Linked DNA regions of Sus scrofa: region 2 is linked to region 1. A link is a contact called in public Hi-C data. All regions are on one chromosome and are shown on one strand. The core of a region is the stretch at or near the end of the contact, and the rest is flanking DNA. Distances in the headings are between cores, read along the strand shown. Region 1 has its middle 18 kb from the start of GRM4. Region 2 holds the start of NUDT3 (nudix hydrolase 3).

The links. A called contact is a pair of places that touch in the nucleus more often than the background predicts.
Region 2: a Hi-C map of subcutaneous adipose tissue shows a contact between it and region 1, with 2.5 times the contacts expected there. The contact joins the promoter of NUDT3 here to the enhancer-like site in region 1. A contact is called at or near these places in 1 of 5 promoter capture datasets (liver), 20 of 47 Hi-C or Micro-C datasets (alveolar macrophages, blood, brain and 11 more) and 2 of 2 datasets of contacts at active chromatin or transcription factors (alveolar macrophages and skeletal muscle).

What each region holds. Positions count from the first base shown.
Region 1 is chr7:30,294,523-30,299,132 of Sscrofa11.1, forward strand. No RefSeq gene overlaps it. Among named protein-coding and RNA genes, the nearest start is that of GRM4, 18 kb to the left of the region's middle. Within about 2 kb of position 2,814, at least 27 of the 83 cell types and tissues checked have an H3K27ac peak or open chromatin away from gene starts, as enhancers often do. A contact at or near this core is called in retroperitoneal adipose tissue, skeletal muscle and subcutaneous adipose tissue, where this site is marked.
Region 2 is chr7:30,419,951-30,424,560 of Sscrofa11.1, forward strand. NUDT3 (nudix hydrolase 3) reads right to left here and starts at 2,069. Exons shown (of 5, transcript NM_001308410.2): 1 at 1,941-2,069. The coding sequence starts at 2,039.

The DNA.
Region 1 (4,610 bases), core at 1,564-4,063:
TAAAAAGCAAAAAATAAAATGAGTTCCCTTTGTGGCTCAGTGCTTAATGAACCTGACTAGGATCAATGGGGATGCGGGTTCAATCCCTGGCCTCGCTCAGTGGGTTAAAGATCTGGCGTTGCCATGAGCTGTGGTGTAGGTCTCAGATGCAGCTCGGATCCCGTGTTGCCAGTGTAGGCCGGCAACTGTAGCTCCAATTCGACCCCTAGCCTGGGAACTTCCGTGTGTGGCAGGTTCGGTCCTAAAAAGCAAAAAAATAAAATAAAATAAAAATAATCTTTAAAAAAAAGGAAAATAAGCAAAAGATTTGGACAGAACTTTGAAAGAAAAGGAGCAGCCCAAGGCTATTATACATGAGAAGCTGTTTAGTCTCACTAGTAAGCAGAGAAATGCAAATTAAAACAAGAACAGAATACTACTTCACACCCCACAAATGGGCCAGAATTAATAGCCCTCATGGGAGCACGTGGAGAAACTCATGGAGTTACATGGTTTGTTCTCGGGAGTGTGAATCGGAGAATGATTTGACAACATTTAGTAAAGTTGAAGATGCGAAAACATTACGAACAGAATTTCCTCTTCCTTGCTTGTCCGGGGAGGCATGTTTAAGAAGATTCGCTGTGCCCATTGGTCATAATCAGGAACTATTATTCTTAGCAGGAGAGCAGATAAATGGTGGTCGGCACAGAACAAAAGCCATGCAGAGGTTACAAAGAGCGGATTCGATTTGCATGGAGCAGCCTTCATAGGTCTCCAAGCACAATGTTGAGATAAAGCAATTTGCAAAATGATGTTACATTATGATACCACTTATGTAGAATTTGGAACACAAAACAATACTGCATCTTGTTTACAGATGTATACCTACTTGGCAAAAGTTTTAAAATGTGTTTGGGAATGAAAAAAACTTCAGGGAAAGGAAAACGAAGCTGGCTAAAAAAAAAAAAAAAAAAAAAAAAAAAAAAAAAAAAAAAAAAAAAAAAAAAAAAAAAAAAAAAAACGAAGCTGGGCTTTGGTTCTTTCTGTGACATTTTTTTCCTTTCAAAAAATACATATGTACAATCGAAAAAACTAAGTCAAAATGTTTGAACAAGATAAACTAGTTGGAGGATTATAGGTAACTGTTGTATCATTTTTCTCTTTTTTCTTTTGCTTTCTTTTTTTTTTTTTAGGGTGGCACCCACGGCATATGGAGGTTCCCAGGCCAGGGGTGGAATCGGAGCTGCAGCTGCTGGCCTACACCACAACCACAGCAACACGGGATCCGAGCCATGTCTGCAACCTACACCACAGCTCACGGCAACACAGGATCCTTAACCCACTGAGCGAGGCCAGGGATTGAACTCTCAACCCCATGGTTCCTAGTTGGATTCGTTTCTGCTGTGCCACAATGAGAACTTATGTTATATCATTTTCTGTACTTTTCTGTGTACTTCAAATATTTCAAAATTTGTAATTAAAAGCAAAGCCAAAAGACAGTGCTCTGGTCATGTAGTGATGCCAGGCAGGGCAGGGGGATGGCAGCCAGAGGTCACTGTTCGCATCCCTGCCTGGACTCCCATCTCTGACACATATACCCCCTACCCCCAACAGTGTCCCACAGCCCCCACCTGACCACAGGCCTGGCTGGCACCACCTGGATCTCTGGCAGTCACCTGCCCTTGGTTTCCTCCTGAAAAAACTTCCTGCTTGCCCCCCCATCATATATTCTCACTGGATTCACACCCACACAGCCCCCCACACACACACCTCCCTGGGCCCACAGGGCTGAGCAGAAGACACAGGATTTAGAGCCAGGAGACCTGGGTTCAAGCAACAATTCGGCCACATCTTGGCTGTGACATTCCTGAGGGCCATTTCCAGAGGCCCTCTCCCTCCAGTGGGACTTCAGCAGCCTGGACACTGCTGGTGAGGGTCCCGAGGCCTCCTAGGGAGTCCCGAGGCACCCAGAATACCCCCACTGCTTCCCACAGCACTGGGCTGCCCTGCCTGGAGCTGTCTCAGGGCCGTAGACAGACTGCCCTGCTGACCACCAAGCTGCCTTGGAGTGGGAGGCCCTGCAGGAGCAGAGCTGGCCCAGGAGGCTTGCCTCCTTTCACCGCCAAGCTCAGCCTGGACTGTCAGGGGCTGGGCTGTCCGCAGCTCTCACCACCTGTCCTCAGCCATCAGGAGAGAGTGGATTAGCTCATCGCCATGCCGGGCTCTCTGCCGGCCACAGATGAACATCTGGAAAGGTTGTGGGATTCAGTCCGTGGGCAAGAGAGCCTCAGTGTGGATGCTGGAGTGGTTTTTCCACTCCTGAGCCCCAGGGAGAGCTTCACCTCCCTCCGGGCCTCCCTGGACTGGCTCCCCCTCGATGCTTCCTTCCCTGCCTTTTCTCCCCGCCACAGGCCTCAGACGCCCTTAAGCCTTGGTTTTTCCTCAAAAGACAAGAACAAGGGTTAGGGGTGAGTCGCAGTGCCACAGTCCAAGAGCCCAAATTGGCCCAACCCCAGCCCACGCGCCCCTCGCCAGCCGCCCCTTTCAGAGCAGGCGTGGCAATGCCGGATGTGACCACGAGGTGGCGCTAGGAGGCCGCCCGAACTCGGACCCAAGCGGGCCACGTTTCTCTTTGCCGCAACCCAGTCCCCACTCACTATCCCCGCTCGCCCGAGGCTCTGCTTCCTAGGGGACCGGGCTGGTGGGCAGCTAGCTGGGGGGCGGTGAGGGAAGCGGTGCGGCCGCTATGACAAACCCGCGGAAGGAGCCGAGTGACCGCTTCGATCCGGAGCGACCTGGAGGGGGACCGCACCAGCGTTATCCGGGTCCTGGAGGGGTCCCTTTCAGGTGTGCAGCGCCCTCTCCCTGCAAGCCCATTTGGGTGAACCTTGCTACTCCTGACTGTAAACGGAAGGGGCCGGGAAGAGAACATGGAAGAGAAATAGAAGACATTGCCATTGGCACCCAGCTCTGCCTGCGCCCGGCCCTGGCCCAGCCTCTGTATTTCTAATCTCTACGCAGATGCTCTTATCACGAGCTATTCTGCACGCCTGGTGGGACTCCGTGCCCTGTCCAGGCTGCACAGCTCTTGGTGGTGGGAGGGTGGTGGGAGCTTGCTGGAATCACAACTCAGGACTGCCACCCCGACCCCCACCCCAGACCTCCCCGTCCATACCTGGGCGCCCCCACCCCGGGGAAGGGCACAGGTGCTGACCACTGTGCTTGACCAGGAGTCACAGCCCAGGCACCAGGCATGTGCCTAACCCGAAGCCCAGGCTCCTACAGCCTGAGGAAGCTGAGTCCCAGGGACGGGATCCCCACCCCACCCAGTCCCACCCCTGAACTGGACTCACCTCCCCCACACCCCACACCCCACACCCTCTATGGGGAAGCAACATGGAGTTCTGGAAAGATCAGGGGCTTTGGAGCCCCTGCAGACCTGGGTTAAAACTGCTTCTGTGCTGACTGGCTCTGTGATCTTGCCCAAGTCGTCGGACCTTTCTGGGTCTCGCTTTGTTCATCTGTAAGATGAGTGTGCTCACGCTCATCCTGGAAACACCACACCCGTGAAAGAAAATTCCTGGTGGGAGTAGATGCTCAGTAAGCTCTGCTTACTCAATATTTATCGATCCCTGTTTTGTGCCAAGTCTTATTTTGGGGTTCAGGGACCCCAGACAATGAGATGTGACTGCTGACCTCCAGGAGTGACTGTTGGGGAAGATAAAATTCGTATCTCAGAATTCAGGCAGCATTTTGCTGCTGTTGAATGTGGAGACATTGAGATGCTTTCAACCTTCCAGACTATAAAGGTGCTGCAGGTCGCAGCCATGGTGGCTACCCTGTACTGACACATACCATGTGCCAGGTTCTTCACCTACCTTTATTCAGCAGATACCTACTGTGGGCCAAGTGGGTGCCAGGTACTCTTCCGGGATCTGGGGATCAAGGTTGAACAGGGCAGTGACCGCCACACGGAGCAGACAGCCTAGTGGGGGACAGAGGACAAAGAAGTCATGACACAGATACACTCGTATTTGAGGTAAGCGCCTCAGAGGCACGTGTGCCAAGCCAGTAGCAAGGAGGGTGTGCCGAGGATGGGGCAGTGGGAGCATGTGCCCTGATGCAGGCAAGAGAGGGTGTCCCCAAGTTCCCGTTGTGGTGCAGCAGAAACAACCTGACTCGTATCCATGAGGACACAGGTTCAATCCTTGGCTTCGCTCAGCAGGTCAAGGATGCAGCATTGCTGTGAGCTTTGGTGTAGATTGCTGACATGGCTCGGATCCCGTGGTGCTGTGGCTGTGGTGTAGACCGGCTGCAGTAGCTCTGATTCTACCCCTAGCCTGGGAACTTCCACATGCCTAGGGTGCGGCCCTAAAAACCAAAATAAAGGGGGGGAGGGGTTGTCCTCAGTAACAAACTGTAAAACAAAAAGAAACCACTAAGCAATTCTAAACAATGTCCTCCCCCCAAAATTCTTCTGTGATTTAAGACCTCAATGATTGTTTCAGCTACTGTTGATTTTTAATAAAATATGTGTAACTTGCAAATTAGCACATTTTTATTACTTATCCTTTAAGCAGCATTGTATTCTGTGTGTAAAGTGTTTGGGAGAATTCTCAGTGATTTAGCCA
Region 2 (4,610 bases), core at 819-3,318, 120 kb after region 1:
TAGTAGGCTCTTAATACATACCTGTTTAACTGAACAAATCTAAAATGGGCCCATCTCATTAATTTTCTTATTTTTCCTAGGCTTTAGATGTACCCTCTACTGAATCTGTAATTAAAGATTTGCATGAATCTTCTGTTCATTAACCAATGTTCAAAAAGAAACTCAGTAAATGAAACTTCATGATCAGTCACACATTTTAATATTACTGCTGTGTGTGCCAGTTCATAATAAAACTTTTAACAGAAAATGGAAATTCAAGTCTTCGTTAGTTTGCTTATGATCTATAAAGGATTTCCTATTTATCCAAAATACTCATATGTTCTCAATTTCTAGTATGATTTTTTAAACAAATAAAGTCTTGCACCATTCATACAAGTAAATAATACACCCTTCTACTTATAATTGGGGTGCTCACAGATTTAACCCTAGTACTGTAGTAAGACATGCTATTATGCTAATTAGTGTTCTCTCCAGTTAACAGCCTGTGATCCCATCTGATTTCCCATAATATGATATGATAACTGAAGAGAACAAAGCCTCTGGAGCAGTAAACACCACCAATAATTTTACTTGACTCAAGTATGTATTCCTAAACAGAACATAATTTACAAGGCCCTGCTTAGCACCGGTATTACAATGCAAGTTTCGAGGACTTTCACAATATATTCTAGGACACAAAGTACACATTTCCAAATCCAGTTTCTTACTGTTTTGCTAAAAAGGAGCACACAAGATCCTTCAACAGCACAATTACAGTGCTTTATTAACATTTTTTTTTTTTTTCCCAGGCAATAATTTAAATTCCCACTTCCTCCTAAATGTCTCTGGACAGCAACTCCTGGCAACCCATCTGTCTCTTTCATCACAGCTTCTTTTCATAACTAACGGGTCAAGTTCTTTTCTCCCCGTTTCAACACGACGCACTGTACTTGCAGCCCTGCCACCACAGCCCACTGCTGAATGCCGGAATATAGCATATTGAATTTCACTGTCCTTCATTGTTTCCAGTGTAACTGCCATTTTACCACCATACAGACGAGAGAAACGCGTTCCCACAGGCATCTTATGAATTTCCAAAGCAGCTATTCTTTGAGGATTTACAAAACACTTGCCTTCTCTGAATTCCCTTTATCACCACAGAAACGGCTTTGGGGAGCTGAGATTTTTTTTAAGTACCCCATGCAAAAAGAAACATTCCAAGCATTTCGATTTTGCTAGCAAATTTAATCCTAAGGGCCTTCCTATAGGACAGTGATGGAATGTCAAGGCAAAGATCTTAAATACCGCTTTGGCCTTCCCAATTAAAAGAAAAAATTTTCAATCCACAAAGATTATTTTATCAAGTGTCCTCTCTTCCCAGGCTACACCCTAAGGACTACCCAGCGCACTGTAAATAAACAACTGGTTTTGGCTTTTGCACAACGCCCTAAGTCTTCCTTGGGCTCAGAGCCGCACATAATCCCCCGGCAAACCCCAAACCTGCCAATGAAGCGGATTCTTTCTCTGCCACAAAGGGCCGGCCCGCGCCTCGTGCACGGCGGCCTCTGCACACATGTGCTGGGCTGACAAGTGTGGAGCTGCCCTGCCTGGATCCAAGGCTGTAGGCCTGGACCGAAAGCCGCACACTCCTCCCCATCCACCGCCTCCTGCCCGCAGCCACTCTCCCCGGTGACAGGCGGTCCGCTCTGGGGTGCCCCTACCGCGCGCCGGCGTCCCCGTCCCCCGGCCAGGACGGTATGGCCACGCTCAGACCCACTTCCCCTCCGCCCACCGTTCTTTTTCCTTCCCCCTCGTCTTCGTCTCCGTCGTAACTTCATTCTTGCCGAGAGAAGCGGCCCAGCCCCGGGCCCGGGCACACCCTCCCCCGGCGGCCGCGCCCCCAGCGCCTCGGCCCGAGGCGGCCGCCGACCCGTAGGACCCCGGCCCGCCCGGCGCCTCACCTCCTCCTCACTCTCACTGCGGAAACACAGGCACGCGGCCCGCTTCTTGTAGCCGTCGCCGTCATAGGTGCGGGTCTGGTTCGACTTGAGCTTCATCATCCTCCGGGCCCGAGTGGGGGTGCGGTGCGGGTCGCGGGAGTCGAGGGTGGGGGGGGGGGGAGCCCGCTCCGGACGGCCACGCGCGCGCGCCCCCGGCTCGACCAAAGGAAGCTGGGAGGGGGAGCCGCTTCTCCGCTACACGGCTCCGCCGCTGGCCCGCCGCGGCCGCCTCATTCTCCCCGGCCCAGGCCCCGCGCCGCCGCCGCCGTCACGGCTGCCGTCGCCGCTCCCGCCACGGCCGCCGCCCCCTCTGCCGCCGCCACCCCCGACGACGACCGCGCCGCCATCTTGGGCGCGCTGCGTCAGCGGCGTAAAGCTGCGCCGGCCTGCGGGACGACCGCGCGTTCGCAGCGCAGGCCGCTTTCGGGAATCGCGCCCTCCCAGACCGCGCGGCGTAAACGAGCGTCTGGAATGAGTGGGCCACGGGACTGGAGGCGGCCACATGCCAGTAGCGAAGGGGTGGGGAAGGTGGGGCGCGCTAGGAGAAAGCTAGGGGAGAAAGGGTTACCTTTGCAGGACCGCCCGGCTCCGCTCTGCTGAGGAAGGGGAAGCAAGGATTTGCCCAAGGTCACGCCGCCCGGGCCTTGACCCTGCCAGTCCTTCTGGGAGTGGATGAGGGGGAAAGTCTAGAGGTAAATGTGGGATGCAGTTAAAGGCGACGGAGAGTGCCTCCTGAGATGCTTGGGCTTTAGCACTGCGTGAAAACGGGTTAGGGGGTGGTGCACGTTGCATTGATATCCAGAAGTTCTGAAGTCATGGGTTGGAGCATAAAGAACAGATGTTTATACTACATAACCTTTATTGGTGCAAAAAAACAAATGCTTTCTCTTTAGATATACAGGAGGGCCAGAAAGGAGTGAGTGAGGGTGTGCGTGTGTACAGACATCATCCAAATCATGAGGCATCATCATTTTTGATAGTAAAGGAGGAGGATATATTTATTGTGGGTGTCAAACAGATGTTCCAGGGAAAGACATATAGCCTGACACCCTCCAGCAAGGAAACGAGGTATAACTGGTGAAAGTTCTCAGCAGTCCAAACCAAACCTATATCATGCTCATGCCCTGAAAGTGCTGAAAATCCCTGCAGGATTTGTCTGTGAATTGCTTATTACTCTTTTTTGAATTTGCTTGTATTTAGCATAATCAAAAAAGATCAGGATTGAAGCCTAGCAAACCTACCTTGGATTCTCATTTACATAATTGATTTACCCCTGTAAAATAGAGAAAATAAAGGCATTTCGCACCTGGCACTTAATACATTGTAATGACAGGAATACCTGATTTTATTGTGCTTTACAGATACTGCATTTTTTTACAAATTGAAGGCCTGTGGCAATTCTGCATTGAGCAACTTTTTTTTTTCCAACAGTATTTTGCTCACTTCATGTCTCTGTGTCACATTTTGGTAATTTTCAAAATATTTCAAACTTTTTCATTATCCTATGATCAGTGATCGTTGAGGTCCCTGCTGCAACTTGCTGAGGGCTCAGATGATGGTTAGCATTTTTTAGTAATCAAGTATTTTTATGCCACTGCAGTGACAACGCCAGATCCTTAACCCGCTGTACCAAAAGAGAACTCCTTTAAATTAAGGTATATACATTGTTTTTCACACATAATGCTATGTATGACACACTTAATAGACTACAGTGTAATGTAAATATATGCCCTAGGAAACCAAAAATTCCCGTGATTTCCTTCATTGCAATATTTGCTTTTTGTCTGGTCTGGAACTGAATCAGCAATATCACTGAAGTATGCCTGTAATATTATTGACATTTCACTAAGCCCTTGACACATAAGATGTGAAATTTCAGGCGTTTCTGTTGTGGCTCAGGGGTAATGAACCCAACTAGTATCCATGAGAATGTGGGTTTGACTAGGTCAAGGATCCGGTGTTGCCATGAGTTGAGGTATAGGTGGCAGATGCAGCTCGGATCTGGCATTGCTGTGGCATAGACCAGAGGCTCTAGCTCTGATTCAACCCCTAGCCTGGGAACCTCCATATGCTGCAGGTGCAGCCCTAAAAAAAAAAAAAAGAGAGAAAAGAAAGAAAAACTGAAAGTCTGATTCCAGAATTACTTTTAACATACACATTGTCAAAAATTTGAAAAATACAGTAGTTTTTATTAAAAAATTAAATTATGGACTTCTTTCAGCACATTCTGTAGAAATTTGTATCCTGATTTTTCTCTGGTCTTTTCCATGTCATCAAGATTTTTTTTTTTTGTCTTTTTGCTATTTCTTGGGCCGCTCCCACGGCATATGGAGGTTCCCAGGCTAGGGGTCTAATCAGAGCTGTAGCCACCGGCCTACGCCAGAGCCACAGCAACGTGGGATCCGAGCCGCGTCTGCAACCTACGCCACAGCTCACGGCAACACCGGATCGTTAACCCACTGAGCAAGGGCAGGGACCGAACCCGCAACCTCATGGTTCCTAGTTGGAGTCATTAACCACTGCGCCACGACGGGAACTCCCGATTTTTTTTTTTTTTTTAGGGCCACATGCATGTGAAGGTTCCCAGGCTAGGGGTCTAATCGGAGCTGTATATGCTGGCCTACGCCACAG